2 separate regions of the Cyprinus carpio genome follow, and region 1 is linked to region 2. The links are chromatin contacts, called in public Hi-C maps. All regions are on one chromosome and are shown on one strand. The core of a region is the stretch at or near the end of the contact, and the rest is flanking DNA. Distances in the headings are between cores, read along the strand shown.

Region 1 (5,707 bases), core at 422-2,921, 180 kb after region 2:
GTGTATGTCACATCATACGGGCCCATGAGATCACCTTGTGCATGCCTGAGGGAAACTGTTCCAGCTAAAGATGAACATGCTGGATTGATAATAGAAACACATTTCTATACGCACTATAGGTGTATCTCATCGCACAATGCCACCGGTACTCTGTTGTGCCACTTGTCATCTTGACCTTAAGCTACTGTATAAGCATATAATGACTGTGGTGGTCAGAGGCCTGGTCTAGGATTTACGGGGCAAGAATTATTAAAGGGAAAGAAAAGAAGCAAATGATGAAACTTGCTGCTTTTTAACTCGTCTCAAGCCTTTTATTTCTGGAAAATATAACAGCATATGCTTGCATGGAAGATGAGTTGGTTTGACAGCTCAAGTTCCTTTTTAATAAAAACAATTAATGTATTACCATAATTTCCCAGTGAGGAATAGATAATTATACCTTTGTATTCTACAAAGTTTTTTTAAAAAAAAAAAAAAAAAAAAAAATATATATATATATATATATTTTTTAAAAAAAAAAAAAAAAAAAAAAATATTACCCTGAGATCAATTTCATTTTGACTGGAGGGTTTTTTGAGAATGATTCATGTAAATTAGGGTTGAAAACTGTCTATAATTTGTTTCACCTTTATTATACCAGCAATAATAGGGCCTCATAACATAGAGATGATCATCTAGCATTAGAGATAATGCGTGGGCAAACAAGACGATATTCCTACAATTAGGAGGTTTGCGGTGCAAATCCGACTTTGATTTTTTAATTTCTCTTGTTGAATCATTTTGTGGCGTGGGTGAACAGAAGAAGAAGATTACTGTGTTAAATTGTCTAATAACAACATGCGGCTCAGAGCAAATTTCTTAACAGATAATTAAAACAACAAAAGCGATCTAGCTATCATCTGTATTAAATGTGAAGTGCGTGAATTTACATTTTAAAGTTTATTTATATGCTACCTTCAGCATCTAAATGATTCTAAAGAATCCTATGCTACGAGATTTCAGAAATAAAAATGCTATATTTTTAGTTTGTCAAGGGTTTAATCTTAGCGCAGAACAAAGACTGATTTTTTTTTAGCTTGACTCAAACTGAATTCATTTAAGAGAGTGCAATTCAACTGAATCCAAAAACAAAAAACAAAAAAACTTTTCTTCTTATTTTCACGTCACCCAATAGTCTACTGATAGATCTTTGAATTTGTTCACCATCAGTAGATTATATAATCCAATTATATTATTTCTTCAGTGTTATATATAACATATGCTAAATGTTTTATAAACGTATAAAGCACACGTTTGCTGTGGAGACGCTTTAATTCCACATTATTAGACTGAGCTGCCATCTGCTGGACTGATATCACGTACATTTGAGGAAAAAAAGCACAAGTTTTCAACTTTACAGATGATAATCATTTGCTTGATTATATTAGTTATAATTTCGGAACTGTAACTTTGTCTCTCAGCGTTTGTTCAAGTTTCAATTGCCGCTGAAATGTCTTTTTTTTATGAATGCTTTCTCTAAGCACAGTTGCCTCCAGGCCAGTAGATGACAGTAATGTAGTCACAGAGGTGCGAGTGTTATACACTAGAGTGAAGGAAGGATTCATTATTTTGAACCGGATCTTTTTAATTTTTCATTAGAACCGATTCGTAAAGTGAGGGCATCTATGATAGTACAATTGAGAAGTACGTGACAAATTGGAAAAATGCAGATGCAACATTTGACAAGAAAATTATTTAAAACACATGGGAAAATGCAGAGGACATAGGGAGTTTTTTTGAGCGGTGACTTCTGAGTGAATCATTTTGAGCTCGTTCACTGTAATGATTCGTCTAAAGGAGCCGAATTGCAAAACGAATCAGATTCCAATTGCAACTGTAGAAAACACACAACAACACCAACTTCATAAGACATGAAACACCCGTGATATTTACTGGAGCGAAAACCAGAGGATTTTCACTGATGTACTGTAGTGTGTCAAACACTGAAACCGTTTAAAATCTGCATATACCAACCGCATAAAAAGTAAGTGCATTTAAATGTGCAGTTTTTCTCTTGTATGTGCTGCATGTGATGTTTCAAGTGAGCTCTGTCTTGCTCGTATAATGTGTAATAATAATATCACATAATGTGAGGTTGTTCTGTGTCATTGTATCGATGTGGCTGCAAAATATAAACCTCATAAATCTATCATTCATTTAAAATGCGTCAACCTGTCGATAAACGTTAGTTATATGCCTTTTAACGTAAAATAATAGATACACGTAGACCATAGTGCATTTCATGTAACGTTATTCATATACCGTGGCATTTTAATGTCACATTATCCAAAAAACAAACAAACAAACAAACATAGTATTGTTGTTATTGCATCTACATCTTTCAGGCAAGGTCACACTTTTGCCCATGATCAGTCTACAGTAACATACTGTCTGAAGGGTTGTGTCTGTTTTTAGAAAGTTTTAAAGCAGTGGAGAAGGTCGAAATGTTTTGTTGGACTTTGACATCTATCTTGTAAGAGTAGAGATATATACAGCCGGGGTCAAAATTTTACATACATTACAGACAGTATCTGCAAAATGTTAATTATTTTACCAAAATAAAAGCAAAATGCATGTTAATTTATATTTAATACTGACCTGAATAATATATTTCACATAAAAGATATACATATAGCTAGTCCACAAGAGAAAATAGTAGTTGAATTTATAAAAACGACTCTGGTCATTTTCAAATGGTCACTAATGCTCTAGAAGGAAACACGATGCATTAAGAGCCAGGGGTGTAAAATTTTAAATAGAATGAAGATGTTTACATGTTTCTTATTTTGCCTAAATATCAAATTCCCTTCAGAAGCTACAGAATATATACTTAAATGTTTCCCAGAAGACAAAATAAGTTAAATTTACCCAGATATTAAAATTCAGAATGTTTTAACCCCCAGGCTCTTAATGCATTGTGTTTTCTTTGATCCTTTAGTAGTAGTTATATATGAGTCCCTCAGTTGTCCTCGGTGTAAAAAGATTGATCTCAAAATCATACAGTCATTGTTGGAAAAGGTACAAATACATTAAAGATGCTGGAAAACCAAAGAATTTGTGGGACCTGAAGGATTTTTCTGAAGAACAGTGGGCAGTTTAACTGTTCAGGACAAACATGGTATTAATGAACAACTATTTATTAATTCAGCTATTATATTCTCTTGAGGACTATATGTTAACGTATTTTATGTGAATGAAATATCTTATTCAGGCCAGCACTAAATAAAAAATACCATGCATTTTGTATGATCCCTCTTATTTTGGTGAAATAATTAACATTTTGCAGATACTGCAAAGTGTTTATAAAATGTTGACCCCAACTGTAGCCTGTCTGTCAATCTAATGCTGAGCTGCTCCATGCAGTAACAGAACATTTGGGCTTCGTCTCAGAATTTGGGAGTTCCCTACAAAGAAAGCAATTCTGGACAACTGCACATTTGCAAATATAAGGAGAGCTGGATATTCCTGGGTAGTTTTCCCTCAAATGTTCTTGATTAAAAGACATGTTTTATGAATTCAAAAATAATAACTTTGTTTTTGAATGCTTGCTTTTTTTAATTTTGAAAAAAGAGAAAACATCACGAGTCTTTCAGCTGAAGAGGTACGGTATGATAATTGGTCTCATTTCCTCTCCAACAGGATTCTTTCTCCAATAGCCACCTGCCCACTTCCCTCCCTAGTACTTCCCTATATCTGCAGTTTTATGTATTTTAGAAAGTGTTCAACTCTGTGTGACATTTGTCACATGACTTTTAAGCTAGATCACCCCTGGATTTTAATTTTGGATGATGTTCACACAAAAAATCATTACTCCAGTCTTCAGTGTCACATGATGACCCTTCAGAAATCATTCTAATATGCTGATTGGCTTGTTGAAGACAGTTGTGCTGCTTTTTCCATTTTTGTGGAAAAAGTAAACAGTTTTTTTTTTTTTCTCAGGATTCTTTGAATAGAAAGCTAAAAGGAACAACATTTATTTGAAATAGATTTTTTTTTTTAAACATTTTAAATGTCTTCACTGCCACTTTTGATCAATTTAATGCATCCTTGAAAAATAAAAGTATAATTTTAATGAAAAACTTAGCCCATATGTATAATCAGTTGTTATTAGATATTTAATCTATTTAACTCTCAAACAAAGAGTTTCTCTTTAACAAGCTCTAATATTCAGTTACACTGTTAAATGTAATCTTGTATGAAGCAAATGTCAAAAGGATATATAACGCCCAGTTTCCCTTGTTGCATTTAAAATTATAGATTTAAATTAATTTAGACATCATTGTATAGAACTTAATAGAGACCAAGCTAATATGAAATACAATAAATTGCCAGTATAATTCAAGCAACAGTGCTTCTTCGAGAGGTATGAATTAGTTTGATTGCACAAACAAGTTATGCAATAACATTTAATTCTTAGGGTTAGAGGATGTTGTTGCCTTAGTAAACACTCTTAATTATCTTCTTTTTTCTTTATAACCTTTAGTTTGAAATGGTGTCGTACAAGAGACTCACCCCTGAGGAAGTTCATTTCTCAGGAGCCGCATTATTGGATCCTGATGAGTCGACGGACACGGATCTGAAGGAAGAACACCCAGAACTGCCCCTGCTGCCCCAGAGCCCTCGCTGCTCCATCACCATTGCCCTGCTGACCATTGGGGGACTTATTGTGGTTCTCTCTGGTGTCTGGCTGCTTGGAACTATATTTTGGTTACATAAGCCACCCTCCACAGAACCTCATAGACCCCCTCTTCCCGCTGTGGCTAGAAGCCCAAACGGGACGTGGCTGCAGCCGGAGTACTGCTCGCAGATTCCAGAAGCTTGGAGGTTTGACTGTTATCCAGAGAGAGGTGTGGTGGTGACAGAGGAGATGTGCCATGCTCGAAACTGCTGCTTCATACAGCACTCACAGGCTAAGACATCAGGACGGAATGGAGTGCCCTGGTGTTTCTACACACCTGACTATCCATCCTACGAGTTGGTGTCCATTGCTGACACTGAGATTGGGAAGGTGGGAAAACTGCTTCGGAACAAAAAAACGTATTATCCTAAAGACATAGATGAACTGCAGCTGGAGGTGCTGTATGAGGAGGACAACAGACTGCATGTGAAGGTGGGAGAACTTTTGGTCTTCCTGTTCCTGGCTGGTTATGCTCGCAATCTCTATTTATCAAGCAAAATGTTCTCAAAATATTATTTATTCATTACTGTTGACGTTGTAGTCCTAAATACTAATTTTTTTCTTTTAAAATAAATTTCAGTGGTAAAATTATCCGTTAGCATTTATTTCCATCACAGACCTCTAGAATTCAGTTAGAACTCAGACAGAAAATAATGATCAGGCACAGTATCTGTTGTTATTGAATATTTATAGAGTTAAATGAAATAATTGTAATTAATATTCATTTTTAATAATCTAAAATAACTTTCAATTAACATATATTGCAATATTGTGCAATATTATTACAATTTAAACGAACTATTTTCTATATTTGTATTCCTGTATCACGTACAGATAACAGACCCGGCTGAAAAGAGGTACGAGGTGCCTATAGATGTTCCTGTGGTTCAGAAAAGAGCATCATCAAACCCCTCTTACACTGTAGACTTCATCAAAGAACCCTTTGGGCTGATTGTCAAGAGAACACAAACAGGAACTGTACTGTAAGTA
Region 2 (5,301 bases), core at 2,508-5,007:
CCCGATAAAAATGATTCATCCTTAACACATGTACAGTAACATTTTATGAAAACCATCCTGTCTTAACTAAATGATATCTGTCTTTTCATCTGGACCAAGTGTTTAATAAAAAATAAGAGTTTAAAATGTATATTGTCCAGTACTGACATGACTTAATGCACAGATTTTCAGACATAATCACTGCACCAGTCAGTTCCTTAAACCTGTAAGTAATGCATCGGATTACATATAAAATGAACATGTACAGATGTACTGTATGTATCACTGAAATACACAAAAGCCATAATGGCTTAGACATGTCAATAAGACTCCTATTCATAATTTCACAGTTCATGGATGTTGTAGTCTTCTAATGTACTTCATTCTGGATGGCATTGAAGAAGAGCTCCTTGCAGATCCTCTGTGTGTCCTCAGGTGACCTGACCTCGTGACCGATTGTTCTGGGGTCTACAAAGATTTCATAATCGTTTCCCCCCTATTTGGAAAAAAAAAAAAAAAAACTGCTTAATTCAAGTAAGTCTGTGAACTTTATGCAATAGTATGTGTGCATGAATGCATGAACATCACAGTTTTTGGGCTCACAGGCATAGTTTTGTCTCCAAAGAAATGGATGCGCTGGTATGAGTCTTTCTCTACAATTCCCAGACAGTAGCGCTTATCCCAGCCTTCTGGAAACACATCAAAGCTGATCTGCCCACCTGCAGAAAAAATATGAATACATTATGTATATATTATTGACTAGACAACCACATTTACTGTACTTAAAATGTTACGAACCAATGGAGAAAGCAAGTCCTTTCCCAGCAAACTCTTCTTTTAGAACGGAGACAAACTTTTCTCTAATTTTCTCCTTCTGCATAATAAGAACATTAAAAATGGCAATCAACCTTTAATGACATCGTTTGAAAAGACAATGGCATGTGTTTATGAATACATAAAAAAATTACCTTATCAAGTTCAAAAAATTCGATTCTTTCCTCTTGGCTGCAGCTTCGACCAATTGGAGAGACATTCAGCATTCCATTACGGAATTCAATAAATGTGCCTCTGATATGAAGTAAAAATACCGTAAGTATTATGGTTGCAAAAAAAAGATGTGTATAAAAATGTGTATGTATTTGTAATGATATCATGATATCATTGTGTTTGAGTAAAATATATTTATATATTCATTCAAAACTCCGTAAGATTTTTATTTATTTGATCAAAAATAGAGCAAAACGGTAATAAGTGAAATATTATCTTTTAAAATGTCATTTATTTCTCTAATGTCAAAGCTAAATTTTAAGCAGCCATTACTCCACTCTTCAGTGTCACATGATCTTTCAGAAATCATTCTAACACAGTGTTTCCAAGTTTACATATTTCTTCAGAAAAAAAAAGCGACTTTTTTATATTGTTGATAGCCTATTTCCCCTGGAACGTGATTGGGTTAGTTTTGTTACGCAGACCTGGCAACCCTGTCCTTATAAGATTGGTGGTGGTTGAGGAGATCACCCTTCTATGTAAAGTGCTTTGAGTGCCGAGAAAAGCACTATATAAATGGAAGGAATTATTATTATTATTATTATTATTATATGTTGATTTAATACTCAAGAAACATTTCCTATTATTATCAACGTAATCATTCTAATATGCTAACTTTATTTTTGTTGAATATTTTTTATTTATTTGTATTTTTTATAGATCATTATGTTATGATGAATTGATTTTGTTTGAATTTTTTTTCTTTTGTGACATTATATAATCTTTACTGTAACGTTTGATCAATTTAATGTGCTAATTGCTGAATAAATGTATTAATTTCTTTTAAAAAAAAAGTCTAAATGACCCCAAACTTCTAACTTTCTAAATTCTTACTGGTGTAAAAATATTTTCTAAGATATTTAAAATAATCCTTAATATTGACAATCAATATTGACAAACTTTAAAGTAATGCAGTAAAAATATATCTTCCCCCCATGCAACAAAAGACATCAAGTTATGATAACTTCACCTTTTTTTGGGCAGTTTTATCTTTGAAAGGTAATTGAGGCAGAAATTGATGAAATCCTGTAAAACCTCCTCTCCCATGTATGCCTGAATATTCTGATTTCAAAAAAGAAATTAAAAATAGAAGAAATCCAAATAGAAAAGCAATTTAAATAATTTGCTGGAGAGGTTTTTGAGCATATTTAATAATAGTAAACTGAGAATTAAAATTACCTGTACAGAGTGCAGCTGCCCATACCTGTATGCTACCAAACCGTTCTCAGCAAATACATAATCCACTCTATCAATCACTGTAAAGGATATGAAACATTGTACTCATGAACACTATAAATACACAAAAAAATTGTGCATATATTTGTATATGTATTTAAATTGATTTTTGTAATTATTATACATACCATCATCACCCAACTGCTCTTTAATTTTGTCCAAGTCTGATCCTCCGACCACCCCGACTCTCACTCGCCGTCTCAGTTCACTCAAGAACTGATGCATATCAGGAGTCGCCTTCTAAAGACAAAAACATACACAGGGGTAACTACTTCATCCCAAGCACAAAATTATAAAATGTCAGTTCTTTTTTACTTATGTAATATGCATATTACCTTTTCCACGATGTGCGGTTGCATGAATTTCTTTGTGCTTCATAATTATTTTACTAGTCAAATTTAGCTGAACATCCATTAAACACTATTATATATTTTAAATATAGATATGTTGTGGATTTTTTTTTGTTTGTTTACTTCACATAGTAATTCCTATGTCCAAAAATATTAAATAAGTATATAGGAATATTAAAACTTTTTTTTTTTTCAAATCAGTGTAAATAAACAGCAGATTTTATGTCAACTTAAAAGTGTAACAACATCCCCTGCTATAGGGCTATAATTGTAACGTGTATTTATTTTTTTCTTCCTTATCTATTAAAACATTCAGTAGTTTTTCTGTACTTTTGCAACAGATGTGCTTATTCTTTTGGGTTGAAATACAGCTTTACAATCTTTTATTTCATATGCCATTTAAATCAGTGTGCCAAAGGGACAGAATGACTTGAACAAGCAATAAAATCAGCCAATAAATAAATAATAATAAAATATTCCTTATCTTAATTCATAAATAAATCAGTAAATCAAGAAAAAACAGAAAAGTCATGGGGTCTTTGAATATTGTTGTGGACATTGTAAAACGTGTTATTTACCAGCATGTGTTTAAAAGGTCAGTTCATAACTGTATCTGACTTCCAGTGTTTATATATAAAATCTATTTTCCCCTCACAAGCAGACTAAAAATAGTTCATGGAGAATGAAAGTTATCTTTAATAGACAGCCATGACTATTTAGGATGTGCTAAGAAAGAAGATTAGATGACTGTATATTATCATACTGTAACTGCTTTATATTTCACTCACCTGGCGAGCAGCTGTTAAAGTCCCGTCCACATCAAACAGGCACAGTGTTGTCGGGTCCACGCTTGAACCGGCCATTGTAAAATTTGCAAACTTTCTAAATCAGTGTCCGATCCGTATGAAGTCTAGCAATCCTCCAGCATAAGAGTTTCCGTTCATCCATTCAGCAGTGCAACGTCACATCTTCCGTGTTGTGTCGTCAGAGTAAACGACCTCCGCGTGCTCATAAACCATAGCAGCAACCAGAAAAAACAACAACACTAGGGCATGTACATGTGTTTTTAGCGCGCGTCCTTAAAGGACCTTAGTAAGACCAAATCAAATTCCGAGTGGTTGAATGAGTGAATCTATTCCGCCCGCCCACACAGGGGGCGCTGTTGTGTTTTTGAGCGAGCCAGCTCTCATTTCCTCACACATACGAAGTAGCGGCATCTCAACCAACGAAAACAAAACTGCTGCAAGTTCAAACTAGAGCAAGCACCAAGAGAGACAGGGCTGTGAATAGTGAGGTACGTACTTTCTGTGTCATATATTTATTAATTCGAAAGAAAGACACATATGTTGGTGCGTTTTAGTCTGTGAATAAAATCGTTTTATCGACGAATATTAGCGAGGTAAAGTTAGCTGAACGCTTGCTAATTAAACACACTGAACTGTTAGCTTGTGTGATTTAACTTCATATAGCGGCTCTCTTAATGTTTACATCACATTTAAGTCTTTTAAAGTAGGTTTATTTTGTTATATTATTTGTTTTAATGAGTTCTTGAGTCGGAAAAGTTAATGCCTTGGACCATGTGCGATGAGAATACGATAGTACCCTGAGGCACAATATCGTTTACCTATACCGTTTAAATGCCATGATTATATGAATATGGCAGACCTTTGGTACAATGATATGTAGCAAAGTACTATAGTATCGTCATCTGATACCATCAGGGAAAATATTTCCACGCTCATTAAGTGTGTGTCAAGTGAGCAAGTGTCATCTTTTAAAACACCAGACCGCAATGATATGATTTCATAGATGCTTTTTAATGAACTTTTAACAAGATATGAGTTATTGAGATTTTTATTTTCTGTTCAACAATGGGAACATGCTAGAGAAGGCTATATTTCTGTTATTAGAGATATTATTTAAAAATATTATTTTTTTTTATGAAAGTTAATAATTGAAACACACCTTATTCTTCACCATAAACTTTAAGTTGTACTTATATTTTTCAGTATTTATTTGTTAATAGCATCCTAAAGATGTACAGAATGCATCCTTACAATGTATTAGTATTGTTTAATTTTTGGTAGATTTCTTGAGGTAATGGAGGAAGTTTATGAATGGCTTTTTACACTTATATAAAATTAAGTTTTTCCTAACTCAGCAGGGGAGGCTGTCAAGACATCGTCAATATGGACGATATGGAGGATGACACCACAATATTCTCAACGCTAAAATCTTTCAAGAGTTTGATATCATGTCCAGATCGCTCTTTGCTGGAGACCGAGCCAGCCTATGGAAGAAGTGACCTTCAGAAGCTCTATACTAAAAGAGTGGAGGCAAGTCATAGACTCCTTTCATATTTTAGCCCTAATTTTTTTATTGAAATTTCAACTCCGTGATCTCATAAAATGCAGTATGTCTCTTAAAAGAATAGTTCACCCAAAAATGAAGATTTGCTGAAAACGTACTCATTCTCAGGCCATCCAAGATGAAGATGAGTTTGTTTCTTCATCAAAACAGATTTGGAGAAATTTAGCATTATGTCACTTGCACACAAATGGATCCTCTGCAGTGAATGGGTGCCGTCAGAATGAGAGTCCAAACAGCTGATAAAAACATCACAATAATCTACACGACTCCAATCCATCAATTAACATCTTGTGAAGTGAAAATTAAGATGAAATATGAC

Evidence for each region. Hi-C and Micro-C count contacts between places; a contact is called where the count stands out from the background.
Region 1: a contact with region 2 is called in a Hi-C map of liver, with 4 times the contacts expected there. The contact joins the promoter of LOC109077732 here to the promoter of LOC109083105 in region 2. A contact is called at or near these places in 3 of 8 Hi-C or Micro-C datasets (liver and skeletal muscle).

What each region holds. Positions count from the first base shown.
Region 1 is chrA1:7,906,157-7,911,863 of ASM1834038v1, forward strand. LOC109077732 (lysosomal alpha-glucosidase-like) reads left to right here and starts at 1,672. Exons shown (of 20, transcript XM_042734708.1): 1 at 1,672-2,023; 2 at 4,523-5,149; 3 at 5,552-5,700. The coding sequence starts at 4,529.
Region 2 is chrA1:7,727,673-7,732,973 of ASM1834038v1, forward strand. LOC109083105 (mitotic spindle assembly checkpoint protein MAD1-like) reads left to right here and starts at 3,758. Exons shown (of 18, transcript XM_042733836.1): 1 at 3,758-3,906; 2 at 4,774-4,948. The coding sequence starts at 4,802. LOC109074882 (phosphomannomutase 2-like) reads right to left here and starts at 3,716. Exons shown (of 8, transcript XM_019090891.2): 1 at 3,401-3,716; 2 at 2,391-2,502; 3 at 2,206-2,282; 4 at 1,997-2,088; 5 at 948-1,047; 6 at 778-853; 7 at 583-698; 8 at 1-475. The coding sequence starts at 3,475. The coding sequence ends at 350.